2 separate regions of the Canis lupus genome follow, and region 2 is linked to region 1. The links are chromatin contacts, called in public Hi-C maps. All regions are on one chromosome and are shown on one strand. The core of a region is the stretch at or near the end of the contact, and the rest is flanking DNA. Distances in the headings are between cores, read along the strand shown. Region 1 has its middle 27 kb from the start of MIR190A. Region 2 overlaps TPM1 (tropomyosin alpha-1 chain).

Region 1 (7,449 bases), core at 2,333-4,832:
AACCTCGGGCTCCAAGAAAATTCAGTGTGAGAACTGCCAATCTAGTCCAAATCCCCCACCTTGTAGCTGGGGAGGCCAAGATCCCGAGAGGACTTTGCGAGGGTGTCGGCCGAGGTCGGGAAGACGGGTCCCTGCTCTGGCCAGTGGGTTTGCTCTTTCAGGAAGGGTTTGTTAGAGGACTGTGGCAACCTTCCTGGAAAGTCTTCCATGATTTCCCTGTCCTGAGCAAACTTCCTTCCTCTTGAGAGGCTTGCTGATTCCTGGATTGATTCCAAGCCCTTGGCATGCAGCCCATCACCACAGTCATTGTCCTCCGCGTCCCCATGGCCTGCTCATCAGGCCCTCTGGTACCCCACCAGGACTACATTTAACAGCAAGCCTGGAACGGGGCTATGACACTGGTAATCACGGGGCAGCAGAGCTACAGGCTGCCTTCGAAGCCCCCTTGCTGGCCAGTTTGGTCCCCTTTGCAACCACCTACCCTGCACTAAGCACTGCACTGGCTCCAGGGAAACAGACGAAGACCGTATTGACGACAGTCACAGCGGCAAGGCTCTGCGGGAAGCACGTCGATCCTCGGGACTGCCTTGGTGGCGAGCAAGGGAAACTCAGCTGAGACCTGCCCAGATGTTCAAGTCAGAGGCTGGATCTGAAATTTCATTTAAAAAATGTCCTTCCTTGGGGTAGCCTGGGTGGCTCAGCAGTTTAGCGCCGCCTTCAGTCCAGGGTGTGATCCTGGGGTCCCGGGATCGAGTCCCACGTCGGGCTCCCTGCATGGAGCCTGCTTCTCCCTCCTCCTGTGTCTCTGCCTCTCTCTCTCTCTCTCTCTCTCTCTCTCTCTCTCTCTCATCAATAAATAAAATCTTAAAAAAAAATTTAAAAATGTCCTTCCAGATGTGCAGGGCGTGCCTGGTGGGGAGGGCGAAGCGGGGTGGCTTGGGAGGGCATCCATCGGTCAGGACATCATGGTTACGAGGGGGCTCTTACAGGCAAGGACAGCTCTGCCCCTCCTGGTCGCTGGGCAGTGCGGGTAGCAGAGCAAGAGACTCGTCCGGCAGAGACAGTGCCAGGGCTCGGGGCGAAGTCTGGACGCATCTGAACAACACCCGCTCCTTCTTGTGGCTTGGTGAGGACCTGACCGACTCGGGGGAAGCCAGCCACACTGGTGTTCTCTGTACGCTCAACCCAGCTCTTTCTCTCAAAGCACAAGAGGAGTACAGGGTTAACGTAAACTGCTCTCATGTCAACCTAGAATTTGGATTTACGGAAGGCATTTGGGGTGAGGGAATGCAGGGGTGGAGGATGGAGTTCTTCTGTCTTGGTTTTTTTTTAATGATGAAAAAAATCTCATGCTTTTTGAGTTGGAAAGTGCACTTACCCTGGAGTCAGACAAAACTGGGCCATTTCTACCACTTTGCTTGCACCTCAGGCTCTTTATCTACAAAATGGGGACAGTACGTTGCAGATTTTTTGAGAGTAGCAAATGAGAAAGCATATGTGATCTGGTCTAAGAGTGGCTGGCCAGCAGTGAAGATTTTCTGTTTTCTTTTTTTAAAGATTTATTTATTTATTCATGAGAGACTCAGACTGAGAGAGAGAGAGGCAGAGACACAGGCAGAGGGAGAAGCAGGCTCCATGCAGGGAGCCCGACGTGGGACTGGATCCCAGGTCTCCAGGATCACACCCTGGGCTGAAGGCAGGCACCCAACCGCTGAGCCACCCAGGCGTCCCGATTTTCTGCTTTCATTCTATGTACTAAAGAGTCCTTTTTCACACAGAACAAACTCCCCATCTGTGGGAACTCAGGAACTGTCACTAAAGAAACAGTAGCTGAAGTTACTGACATAATTAAGAAAACCAAATACGTCAAAATTCAAATTTGCAAACCACATTATTCTCTTTGCAGAGGAATTCTCCTGTTTACAAAAAAATCCAAACCAACCAAAAAACCTACCACACACACAGAAATTCCCTTTAAATGATGTTAAATCATATAATGATTTTTTAAAAATCCAGTCTTTTCAGGAACAAATTGGGGATATAGCAGAGAATTAGTGACAAGCTGGATGTCTCTAGCTCAGAATTGCCGCAAATCTGAATCTCCGTGGTGGGAGGAGGAATTTATTTCTTAATAAGAGTGAATCATCAGCCTTTGAGAGTAAAAACAAAAAAAATCCCCTTGGAATTTTTAGCCTAAATGTTCCATGGTTCTGGTCACTTTTTTTTTTTACTTTTTAAAGATTGTCTTTATTTATTCATGAGAGACACAGAGAGAGGCAGAGACACAGGCGGAGGCAGAAGTGGGCTCCCCGTGGGGAACCCCATGTGGGCCTCGATCCCAGGACCCCAGGATCGTGACCTGAGTCGAAGGTGGATGTTCAACGGCTGAGCCCCCCGGGCGCCCCACATGGTTCTGATCTTATGGCCACAGGAAAATACCATAAAGGGAGTGTTGGTAGGAGCACAGGAGGGTAACAGCGGGAGAAACCAGCCTCGTCGGAGGCTACGGCACTTCTCTCTCTATTAAAACTGCTGCTGAAGCCTGTGGCCTGGGCCAGCGGGACCTCCAGGGCCTCGGGCTCCGGCTCCGTGAAAGGGGCAGGCGCTAGGGCACACGGCAGACGACGGGCCCGCATCAGGCCTTGCTCCGAAATGCCAGGTTCCTTTCCTGTGACAGTCACAGCAGACCGGCCACCATGCAGGTTCCCTTTCCTGGGCTCCCGGAGAAACCCTTGTTACTGGTTTTTTGTTTTGTTTTTTTTAATTTTTATTTATTTATGATAGTCACAGAGAGAGAGAGAGAGAGAGAGAGAGAGGCAGAGACACAGGCAGAGGGAGAAGCAGGCTCCATGCACTGGGAGCCCGATGTGGGATTCGATCCTGGGTCTCCAGGATCGCGCCCTGGGCCAAAGGCAGGCGCTAAACCGCTGCGCCACCCAGGGTTCCCTTGTTACTGGTTTTGATGTGGAGCAGTCTTCCGAGCTGGGGCCTCGGGCACGAGTTCGCCCTTAGCGGACTGGGGAGTTGGCTTTGCGTTGAAGGGCGCCAGGCTCCCTGGGCGCCAGGACACGGGCAGGTTCTCAGACCCCCAGGACTGGGACGCTGCTCTGGGAGCTGCTCTGGGGGCTGCTCAGCCTTGGCTGCAGGTCAGACCCACAGACAAGGCCTTCAACAAATATGGGTCCTTGGGACCCATGTGGACACACTGAATACAAGTCCTCGGAGTGTTGTCACATGGCCCTGCCCGAAGCCAGGCCACTGTCATGGAAGTTCTGTGGTCATGGAGCGTGGATGGCTCTCCTGGCTCGTGCCCGGGCCCCCCTGGCTACCTTAGGGTTCAAGCAATAGCTGTGCCTTATGCTGCGTGCCTTTCACGTACCAGGGCCTCTTCATTTTGTTTCAGCCTCAAGGACACTCTTTTGTGCTCGTGAAGGGAGTTGAGGAGCAGCAGGTAATTTTGTGAAAGAATTTCATCACCGAGGACACTGAGGCTCAGAGGGGCGAGGCTGCTTGTCCCAACTCGCACAGCTGGAAAATGAAGAGAGTAGGATTCAGGGGCAGTTCTCGCCACTCCAAAGCCACTAACATCTGGGTTGGCAATCCCTGGCCCGTGGGCCAGATTCAGGCCGCTGCTTATTTTAGTACAGCCGGGAAACCAAGAATAGCTTCTACATCTTAAAAAGGTTATAAAAAAGGGAGAAAAAAAAAAGGTTGTGAAAAACAAAAATAAAAATGAAAACAAAGAATATACAACAACAGAGGCTGTTGTGGCCTGCCAAGCCTACAATATCTACCATCTGGGGGGAGAGTTTGCCAAGCCCTGGTTAAGACTGTGACATATGTCTGCTTCTGAGCTCACTCTGGAACGGTCGGTGAAGTGATTCAGGATCATTGGGTCTCTCTCCAAAGCCTCATTGTCAAAAGCGCCCTTGCAGCAGCTCTGACTCCTTAACGTGACTCAGGTCTCCAGAGCCTTCCGCAATACTGGTTTTGCTGGCTCAGTCTGCAGGTGCCACATGCTCATTGGGTGCACCTGTGTTTGCCGGCGCATCACGGAGGGCTAGGCCCTTGGCAATGTATCCTGCCACATTAGAGGTTCTCCATCAGGGACCTCCAGTGGTGGCCAGTGGCTCCCTTTAAATCAGAGGCCGGAACAATAACTGACCCAGTCATGCTATAGTCACTCTTATGTGATCCTCCCCAAAATTCTGTGAGGTTGAAGAGAGAGTATCGTTATCCTAATTTAAAAAAAAAAAATCTTTACAGATGATGATGAAACTATGGCTCAGGGTATAGAGGTTTGCACAGGCACGCAGAATGGTGGGGCACCCCTTGAACCCAGGGGTCTCCTAATCCTAAATACCGTGCTTTACAACATCATGTTACAACAGCTCTGGGTGGTCATCATCTCACTGCCCTGTGTTTAGACGAAGTATCCAAAACTTGGAGTTGGGCAAAAGAATGACTGGGGGATAATCTAACAGAGCCATTTGGAGCTTATCTCCTTCTCTGGTGATATATTCCTTTATTTTGACCTATTTACTAGCATTTGGGCCATTTTATTATGTGAGATTGTAGGAGACCAATAGTCATGCACGTGATTCTTGTCTTAGGTGCCATGATTTTGTCTGGCGCAATAGATTATAACCCAGAGGCCAGCTTTTGATTGCCTTTCAGGTAATCAATCTCGTAGGCAGTTTGGCAATCTTATTCCAGCATTCTTTCAGGGATGCTTCGTGGTTTTCTATAACTTTTGAATGAATTTTGCCATTCTACTGATCCCTTCATTAATAAGTGAAATAAATCTTTGACTCACATTGGCCACATGTTTATAGGAGTCACGTTTTTGACTTTGTTGCAAATCATATTAGGACACTCTCATCACGGTTACAAATGGGACTTCCAAGATCAAACCCACAGCTGCAGAAATCTCCCTGGGAGTCTGAAGAATTTTGAGTGTGTCTAGTGGGAGGTAGTCCATGGTGGTGGAAAAACTGGAAAAGCTTTGAACGACACATCGAGATTTGGCTCTTGGCTCTACCATGTAAAGCCTGTGGACAAATTGTATGATTCTCTCCCTCTCATTTTTGTTATCCATAAAATATATCCATGTTTTTTATCCATATTTTTTATCCATATATATATATTTTTAATGAAAAAGGAGTCATGAATAACAATAGAGCACAGTGTTTGACGATACATTTCTGAGCCAGGCAACCTGGGTTCACTTGGATGTGCTCTTCTTTAGCTGTGTGAGCTTGGAGAAAGGGAAATTGAGGCACAAAAAAGACAAATACTATCTATAAAATGGGGTATCTATCTTGTAGGTTTGTAGTGAGGACTAAATGAGGCAACACAAAGTTCTTACAACTGTGACCGGCACATTGTAAGTACTTGGTGAGTGTTAGGTCTGACGAAGGAAAGGATTATGCTTATAAAGTACCTAGAAGAGCTCTTCGTATATAATTAATACTCAAAAATGTTGCTAGCTGTCAAACATCAGGGACGTCCGCTATCCAGACCCAGTTGGAGTCGTGGCGGAAGGTGGCCTGCCCATTCACTGATGAAAATAAAGACATTCCATGAAGTCAAGAAATGTGCCCAAGGTTGCCCAGCCAGAACTCGAACCTGGTCTCATGACTCCCAGCCCAGCTTTGGTCCCCTGTACAAAGCTAAGGAGCCAGACACTGAAGGTGAAGGACACTGCTCTGTGTCCTGCAATGGCTCAGCCTCCTGCCTGCGCCGTCCTCCCCTGTAGCTGCTGGTTATTCTCCTCCCGAGGGAAAGGTCTTCCCCTGCTGCCACCCCTACTTCTGTTTTACTTTGTCTTCTATGGGGGCGCCTGGGGGGTGGGGGAGGGCGGGGGAGAGTTAGGGGGTGGAGGGAAGCAGGTTAAGGATGCAGTCCTAGAAGCAGACGGAGAGGGAGGACTGTCCCGCTGCTTCCCCCTACCTCCAGCTCCCTGGGTCCTCCATGCTAATGCTTCCAGACAAAATAGTGAAGGATTTCCTTGCCAAGTGATGAACAGAAAAAACAGACCTACACCAAACTGCATACCCTGCATACCAGACATTCCTCAGATGGTTTGCTTTGTAGGTGATTGGCCAGACTCCGGAGCTTACCAAGGACAGATGTCTATCTGAGAGCACAGGGATGGAGACTGGGGGTGTAGGAAGTGCGAGAGAGGGACCTGGGGGCAGGGGTGGGGTGGGGGGAGGCCTGTGTTCCAGTTGCTTCTCTCAGAGTCTGGAGACAGGACTCGGACCTCTGCAACAAATTTGTCTGTTACCATTTCCACCCCCATCCAGCAAGCCAGAAACCCAAATCCAGGCATTGCGGACATCATACTCTGGAGGGGGGGTAAGAGTCATCCAAAAACTTACCGAAGACCTACTATGAGCCTGGCACCCTGTTAGGCCCACAAGGCTCAAGGGAGCACTTGAATTAATTCCTGAAAGGGGGTTTCTTTCATGTAGATGTGAGGGAAAGGGGAAGCAAGATTTTGCCGGGCGCCTAATGTGTGGCCAGATGCTTGTGGGCCTTTTTGGATACGACTGCGGCCTGGGACCAGTGACAGTGCGTTGGCAGCAAAGTCCAACTCTGCTGGTTTAGATGCGGCAGGATTGCACTGGGTAGGGACTGGGAATTCTGGAAGAATTAGGGTTAGACAAGCCGACCCACAGTGTCACCAAAGACGCGGATTCTTCTGGCTCTGTCCATGCTTGGGATGGGCTCCATCCTGAGGCTGGCTCTGCTGTGGTCAGAAGCAGCTTCTTTCTTCACAACTGATGTGGCAGGGGGAGGCTGACGCCTTCAGCAGACATTTCCTCCCAGCTTCTTGGCCAGACCAGGTTCTACGCCAATTGCCAATCAGGGGAATGGTGTCCTTAGACCAGCTGGGCCCAACCTTGACTAGGTTCCTACACCCAGCAGTTCCTACACCCCCTCAACTGCCCCCAGATGCTGCCGCAGCTCCATAGAGGAATGGGGTGTGCAGTGTAATGTCCACTGTCCATCTCCACGGGCTTGGAGGGGAAAGGACTTGCTCACAACCAGGTCTATCTGAAGTCCAGAGTGGATGCTCTTTTCACTTCACCGTGCTGCCTTCTGAGGCAAGACAAGGGAAGGAAAGGTTGGGAGTTGGATTTCAGGTGCCCCTTTGAGGTGATGGAGCTGCCGGAGGAAACTCTGGTTTATTTAAGGACCTGCCTCTCATGTCCCCCAGCCTTTCCCTTTTCTTCCAGATGGCCTCTGCATTCCACTGGGATTTGGGCCCCGGGCCTCATTTTGTAGGGATCAGCTCACAGCATCTGAGGTCCTTTCAGTGTTTCATTAACAACCCCCTTCTGGCCGGAGCACATCTTCTGGATTTTGCTGAACAATGGCGAGTGTTACCAGGAGGTTTCAGGATATTTGGGATCAAGTTGTTTCCGTGTTGCTCGGTGAGGA
Region 2 (7,449 bases), core at 2,933-5,432, 200 kb before region 1:
CCGTACTCGCAGCTCATCCACGGCAGATGAGCACAGAAGGAGCCCGGAGCTGAAACAGGTAAATGTGCAGCTGCCAGAAGGTCATGCTGTTTAGTCACTGCTCTGTAGCATCCCACACACAGCAGACCGGCACCAGGCCTACTTACCTTTCTGAGAGCTCAGCCCGTTCTTCTGCGCGTTCCAGGTCGCTCTCAATGATGACCAGCTTACGGGCCACCTGTAGAACAGACACACATACACACATCATGAGGGTGGCAAGCTTTGAGTAAGGGGGCAAAGCATGGGCATGGAGGTGGGGAACGGATCTACCAGCCCCTAGAACTTCTTATAGACAAAGAAGATGACTCTCTTTCCCATGGACTGGAAAGAAGTAACTCTCTACTGGGAGGGCCAATGGAGAGTAGACCAGAGGCTTCGGCTCACAAAGATCCAGAATGGTTGGTTTTGAGTAGGCAGTCTCATTTTAAGTCTAACCCAGGTGAAGTTCCTATAATTACATAGCCAGCCTAAGTGTGGAAGGAGGGAGAGATACAAAATTTACAATCTCAAAAATAGCAGCACGATGAGACATGATCCATTTGATGCTGTAAAGGTAGGGGCTGCCAAAACACACTGAAAATAATCCTGAGAACTCTACCAATTTAGAGCCCTGTACCTCAACCTTCTCTTTGTGGAGGAGGTTAAAAATGACAACAGAATAGCAACAGAAGCTAACATAAGATGAGCTGGTAAGATGACTAATCAAGCTCTCGATTCAGTGGAGGAAAGAACCTGAGAGAAGAAGGGATCCTCTGAAGCGTTTCAAGTAGTGGGCATAGGGTAACCGGAGTGGTAATAATGGTGGTCATAAAATAATTTTAAAAAGTAGAAAAAAAGGGGTGTCAATACCATTTCAAGATAGCCATGATACATTAAATGAAAACTAAAACAAATCATTAGCTTTGTTATCACAGGAGGTTGTTCTCATGGGGACAGGACCAGAAGTTGATTTACCTGTGAACTTCTCTTGACAATGGGATTCTATCAACTGGAAAAGAGAGGACAGACTGAAAAAAGCCTTTTGAATCTACATGGACTTTAGCGCAATGGACTGTGTCTCCATGCTGCCTGAAGTGGATGGTGCTAGGTGAGTCACACCAGGAAGAGCTGCCTGCGTGGTGACAATATGAGAGGCTCTTTCCACAAGTGACAAGAGGCCCAACTGCCTTTTCTCCAGGCCAAACATCTTTTGTCCTGGTCGGGATGCTGCAAAGGTGGGGGGCAGGGATCCTGGGGGAAACTTTGGTCTTTCTCAATGCTATGGATTGGCTTTATGATAAAGCCTGGGATCCCCTAGCAGGATCAAATCAGAACTATTTTCTGGAGACAAGGGAACTCTGTTTCTCAAAACCACCCATTTCCACCAATACAGCAGTGTTTCACAAAAGAACCCAAGGCTCATAAGCATGGTTCCCCAGCCCCCACCAAGGCCACTGCTGGCAAGTCATGAGGCTTTGGGTCCCAAGATCTGACCTCTTCATACTTGCGGTCGGCATCTTCAGCAATGTGCTTGGCCTCTTTCAGTTGGATCTCCTGAATTTCCATTTTCTCCTCATCCTTTTGGGCTCGGCTTTCAATGACTTTCATGCCTCTGAAAAGTAGACAAGCAGGAAGATCCAAGGTTTAGAGGAGATCTCCATAGGCCCACACTGCACTGGTCTGTGAGGCTTGGTGTAACGGGTAGACCAAAATAGAGCACAGAGCTGCTCTTATTTTCCAAACCATGAAGTAAGAGTTTCCAGAGCTTAAGACAGAAAAAGACATACACATCTCTGTTTTTTGTGAATGAAACCTCACACTTTCTTTTTTTATTTTTTTTATTTTTATTTATTTATTTATTTTTTTAAATTTATGATAGTCACAGAGAGAGAGAGAGAGAGAGAGAGAGGCAGAGACACAGGCAGAGGGAGAAGCAGGCTCCATGCACCGGGAGCCCGATGTGGGATTCGACCCCGGGTCTCCAGGATCACGCCCTGGGCCAAAGGCAGGCGCTAAACCGCTCACCACCCGAAACCTCACACTTTCAATACTGGTGAAAACTGTCCAGGGATCTAATGTTAAATGAAAGGTGCAACGTCAGGATCCCGTTTGAAACTGGGAGGCACGGAAACAGGAAAAGCCAACATGTTTTACTTGCTATATAAATCATGGGATTTCTTCTTTTTCCTGGTGAGAAGCTTCAGCTTGAAAGTTTTAACAAAAACAAATTTTGTCTTCATGTACTTCTTATTAAGAAGGTAGCTGTTCTTACCCCATTAGCTACAAATGTGACTGAACCATAGGAAACTGCTGATACTTGACTGCATCAGATCTGTAAAAATGGCAATTTCCTATGGGTCAACCGATACTTTAGATAAGAAACTATGAATTCTGCCTTTAATAGAATTCTTTCACCATAGAGGTGTTGAGACACACGGATACCGTTGTCTATGCTGAACATGTATGTTTGGTGTTAAGTTTTGGAAAACGTGAATTGTTCCGTGATATGTTCAGTTTATGGCATATGTTTTTTTTTGTTTTTGTTTTTTTTTTTTTTTAGAAGATTTTATTTATTCATGGGGGGAGGGGGCAGAGACACACGCAGAGGGAGAAGCAGGCTCCATGCAGGGAGCCTGTCATGGGACTTGATCCCGGGTCTCCAGGATCAGGCCCTGGGCTGAAGGCGGCGCTAAACCGCTGAGCCACCTGGGCTGCCCAAGGCATAAGTCATGTTAAAACGGGATTCATTTAATAAAATCTGAGCAGGCAGTTCAGATAAATAAACCAGTAGTTTTGGATGAAGTACTATGGTATATATTAGGAAACCAAGATTCACGTCTTGGCTTAGCCATAAATTCGTTGTGAGACTTTGGATGGGTCGCATTAACCGATGAGTCCTCCGTTTTCTCATTTGTAAAACGAAGGGATGGGGTAAGTCATCTCTAAATTCCTTTTTCCTACAAACTCTAACATTGCCAGACTGTCTTTTAGGCTCACTAACAAGTATATTTCAGGAAGGATCAGCCACAAAACCACTGGTATGTGTGCACTGTAAGAGATGATGAGTCATCTTAAGGAATTCCAACACTCTCCATTAGAGAAGAAACAATAAGCAACAGTGAATAATGAACTGGAAACTTCAACTTAAAAGCTTCTTTAATCTTCAAGTCTGAAATTACTCTCTATCCCTGGTGGCAGGGAGCAGAAACTCACTTCTATCTAAGAGGGAGAAATGGAAAGAATGGCTGATGGCATTCACCTGCCCAGGTCATAGCACGGATACACTCTCCCCGGGTTCTGAACCACCACACCACTCTCTCATCCTTCTAGCAGAACTCTCTAGTCTCAATGAGTCATGCTTGGAATGCTTCTATGTAATAGGAATATATGAACTTGAATGGTTGAGCATAAGAAAGAGTATCTTCTAGGATACGTGGAGTTGTGCGTCTATATGGCCATGGTTTTCCTTTACTACCACAAAGCTGAATCTTGGAGTAGTAAGTCAGGAAGAGCCAGGTTACAGGGAGCGGGCTCAGAATACACAGGTTTCTTCTGTATTTACATGTGCATGAGTGTCTTATCAGCAGTACTAAGTCCAAAACAATTTACTGTCACAGATCATATTACTGTTTTATCTGTGCTTCCTCTTCCACTTATTTTTAGGGTTATTTAACAATTGAGAGTCCCTGGTTCATTTATCAAGGCCCAGTCTCTGCTGTGTATTTTAAAATAAAGTTTATCTTTTAAAAAATGCCTAATTGCTCTGTGGTCAGCAGGAGCTGAATGAACCAAGAGGCATCCCTAGAATGTCTGGTTTAAATGTCCATCTCCTTTGCTGGACAGGGAGCTGCATGAGGGCAGGAATAGGATCTTTTTCTTCTTTGTAACCTCGGGGTTTAAAAATAGCACTTGGCACACAGGTATCCCACTAATGTTAAACAAACAAACCCAGTAAAGTTATATCTGGGATTGAACGAGGAAATGATCCCCCCAAGGGACTGTAAAACTCCTAAGCCCCAGATCAGAGAAGCCTCCCTGTCGCACCCAGAAGGGAGGCCTGTGCAGAAAGATGGGCTGGGAGAGGCACCCTCACCTCTCGCTCTCGTCCGCTGCCTTCTCAGCCTCCTCCAGCTTCTGCAAAGCTGTTGCCAGTCGCTCCTGGGCACGATCCAACTCTTCCTCAACCAGCTGGATGCGTCTGTTCAGAGAAGCTACATCGGCTTCAGCCTAGGCAGAGAGAATGAAAGGCATTTCAGGCTGGGAGAGAAAAGTGAGGGGAGTGCCTTCAGGAAGTGGTGGAGCCTGAAACACAGATTTCAGACAGGAAGCCTGGCCCCGTGGGGACCTACCTCCAAGGGCACCACCTGCCCTGGTCAACTCTGGAGTTCTGTGAGGCTATGATGATTTGATACAATGAACTGGTGTGTTTACAAGTCTGCACATACAGTTTTCAGTGGCCAGAGGGACTGTGAACGAGCGCACTCTCTCACTGGGTTCTTTTCTTCTTTGGAACTTCCACACTGACCCTGACTGCCACTGCGGCCACCTCACTCACAGAGGGGTGACGGGGTGGGGGCCGAACAGAGGCAGCACTTACCCGGGCTCGGCCACACAAGATAAGAGCATGACAGCCAGAAACCAGACTCAGGAGTCTGCCTTCCCCCTTCTCCTGGCCATTGGCTCAAAGGAGTCTTATAAAGGAACTAAAATAATTAAAATCAGCCATTCTTCTTCTTTTTTTTAAATATTTATTTATTTCTACTCAATGTGGGGCTTGAACTCATGACCCCAAGATCAAGAGTCATGTACATACTCTACCAACCGAGCCAGTCAGGCGCCCCTCCCCCCCTTTTAAAGATTGTATTTATTTATTCATGAGATACACACACACACAGAGACAGAGGCAGAGACACAGGCAGAGGGAGAAGCAGGCTCCATGCAGGGAGCCCGACGTGGGACTCGATCCCGGGTCTCCAGGATCACACCCTGGGCTGAAGGCGGCACTAAACTCTAAGCCACCCGGGCTGCCCAAATTCAGCCATTGTAAACTATACACCCTACAGATACAAGGAAATCTAGTAACCCCCCCCTCCTCCACCCTCTTTTCAGCAACCGGTGTAGAAGAACTCGGCCACCCTAGAACAGGGCCAAGACAAATTTCCCAAGTGTTTTTGAGATAAGCTTACTGGCATTTCTTACAAGGTTGCTACTAGAAAAGTTTCAAACTCCTTAAGGAGGAAAGCAGTACAGAGACTATTTTTATTGATATCTGTATCCAAATTAAGATGTTTCTTTTTTGGGGATGCAATGATTGCTTACTATTATAAACACTTGCTATTATGAGCTTCAGAACACTTGTAGGACTGTGATGGCCCACTGCAGACACTTGCATTGGTGTCTGTTTAAATACTATGTGTGGAAGTCAAAGCTAGGACTTACTAATCAGGTTCCATTTCCTCAACCACATCCACTTTGAATATGTGGGTATCATGGAGTGATCAAGTTTTCAGGACACTTGAGAGATTTCTAAAAACTAAGATACATACTTAAGCACCCATGCTAGTTCTATCTATATTCCCATCTTCTTTACTCAACAGGAAGCTTCTTACATGTAGGGAGTCACAGTTCTCTGCACACAATATGGGCTCAGTAAATGTCTACTGAATAAAACAAGTAAAACCAACCTAATTTAAACAAAAGAAACTTTCTTAGCTCAGGGACCCATGATATACAAAGTTTGAAAGACCCATACATAGTTAGAGTCTGTGATTACGGCCTTGAATGAAATTAATACGAGAACATTCAACCATTTGCCCATCAGGATTTGTAAAATTTTTTAAATGCCAAGTTTTGTCTAGGGAAGAGGTGATTAGGGCACCTCCAACTGGGGTGAAGGACTTTACAAAAAAAAAATTCAAATATACTTTTATCTTGTCAAAAATTAACTATGTAATAATAACTGGCTGACGAGACAGGGCATGAGGAAGAGGGAAATGGATCCGAGGACGACAGTTTACAACCACACTGGCCTACACGGTAAATCCTTCCCAGTGCACAGCTAGTAATGGGTTCTGCTAAATCTAATGGGCAGGTGAGTATGGGTTTTTTCTAGAGGAGGGGGGAGGGTAATAGGGACGATAAATTTCTTATGTAGAAGCAACTGTCTTCTCAACCTTATTTTTTCAAAATTGGAAGGAAGTATACATTAAAAGGGTCAACTTTTGGGTCAGATCTGCTTTGGTCACTGTTCTGTATTTTCCATTTCTAGTAAGATTCTATGTCCTTTATGAATGAGGGTAGAGGGAGATAAGCAAGTCTGAAAGTTGAAAACAAAACGAAGAGCAAAACCAAAAATACTGTAGTATAATGTCTATGTCATGTACTCAAAAGTATTAGTCTCCTCCCCTTCTTTCATAATTATTATTTTAAATATGAAGGCAAGTATCCTTGTTACAAGTGCTGTGGCCAGAGAAATGTCAACAAGATTTTCTCTATAATGTTTTCTTGTAGCCACCACATTTTAAATTTCTGCTTTCTGTTTCATCTGGGCCCCAACCTTGAGGACTTTGTACTCACAGGAAGAAGCCTGTTTATGCTCTAGGGAAACGACCTTCAGAGTGACAGGGCAACCTAGGTCCCTGGCTTCTCACCCAGCTGGGGCACCAGAGGGGAAAGACCAATGCTTGTTCTTGCCACTCTACACAAGATTCCTTGACCTGAAAGGTTCTCCTCATCAGTCTCTATCTTCCCTCTTATTGCCTCTAACTCTAACCATTCTTCCTTTAGTCCTGGACCCTGTTTTATAAATGTCACTCACTGTTTCCCTGGGAGCATGTTGCAGAACCTTAGACTTCCCGACATTATGGGTTGGGTCCTGCAGGAATACCGCCCAAGAGGGCCTCATCCAGGGCACCCAAGGAACAGCTGGGAATGGAGGTCCATTCTAGGAGCCAGGACTAGAGAGATCACACCTGTGGGTGGTTCACAAAATGGGGTCTCAATTGTTTTAAAGGTCCCTAGGCATCATTCAGCAGTTCCCACAACTGGCTGAGTACCAGAATCCACTAGGAGGTGCACGTTAACAATGCAAACTTTCAGGCCCCATCCCCGGAGATTCTGACTCAGGAGGTCAGAGGGGAGGGCAGGCATCTGCAATATAAGCAACCTGTTCCATTCCTGCACCTTCCCTGCCCCACCATCCACAGCAGCTGGCAAATCTTTTGGGAACTACTCTCTGAGCTCTCTGTTCAAAAGAATTTTTGATAGAGGATTTTGATAGAGGATTTTTGATAGAGGGCTGACTATGCTCAGGCCGTACAGCCATCAGTGGGAGAACAAGACTAGAACCCCAGTTGCCTGGGTCCTTACGTGTGGGCTCTGTTACTTCTCCTGGCCTCCAGGAATCTCATGACAGCGCTGGATTGGTGGTTC

The links. A called contact is a pair of places that touch in the nucleus more often than the background predicts.
Region 2: a contact with region 1 is called in a Hi-C map of skin fibroblasts, with 2.2 times the contacts expected there. The contact joins two enhancer-like sites. A contact is called at or near these places in 2 of 9 Hi-C or Micro-C datasets (amygdala and skin fibroblasts).

What each region holds. Positions count from the first base shown.
Region 1 is chr30:27,866,359-27,873,807 of UU_Cfam_GSD_1.0, reverse strand. No RefSeq gene overlaps it. Among named protein-coding and RNA genes, the nearest start is that of MIR190A, 27 kb to the right of the region's middle. Within about 2 kb of position 3,582, at least 2 of the 20 cell types and tissues checked have an H3K27ac peak or open chromatin away from gene starts, as enhancers often do.
Region 2 is chr30:28,062,479-28,069,927 of UU_Cfam_GSD_1.0, reverse strand. TPM1 (tropomyosin alpha-1 chain) reads right to left here. Exons shown (of 9, transcript XM_038580615.1): 3 at 4,112-4,245; 4 at 1,513-1,630; 5 at 147-217. Among named protein-coding and RNA genes, the nearest start is that of TPM1, 15 kb to the right of the region's middle. Within about 2 kb of position 4,182, at least 7 of the 20 cell types and tissues checked have an H3K27ac peak or open chromatin away from gene starts, as enhancers often do.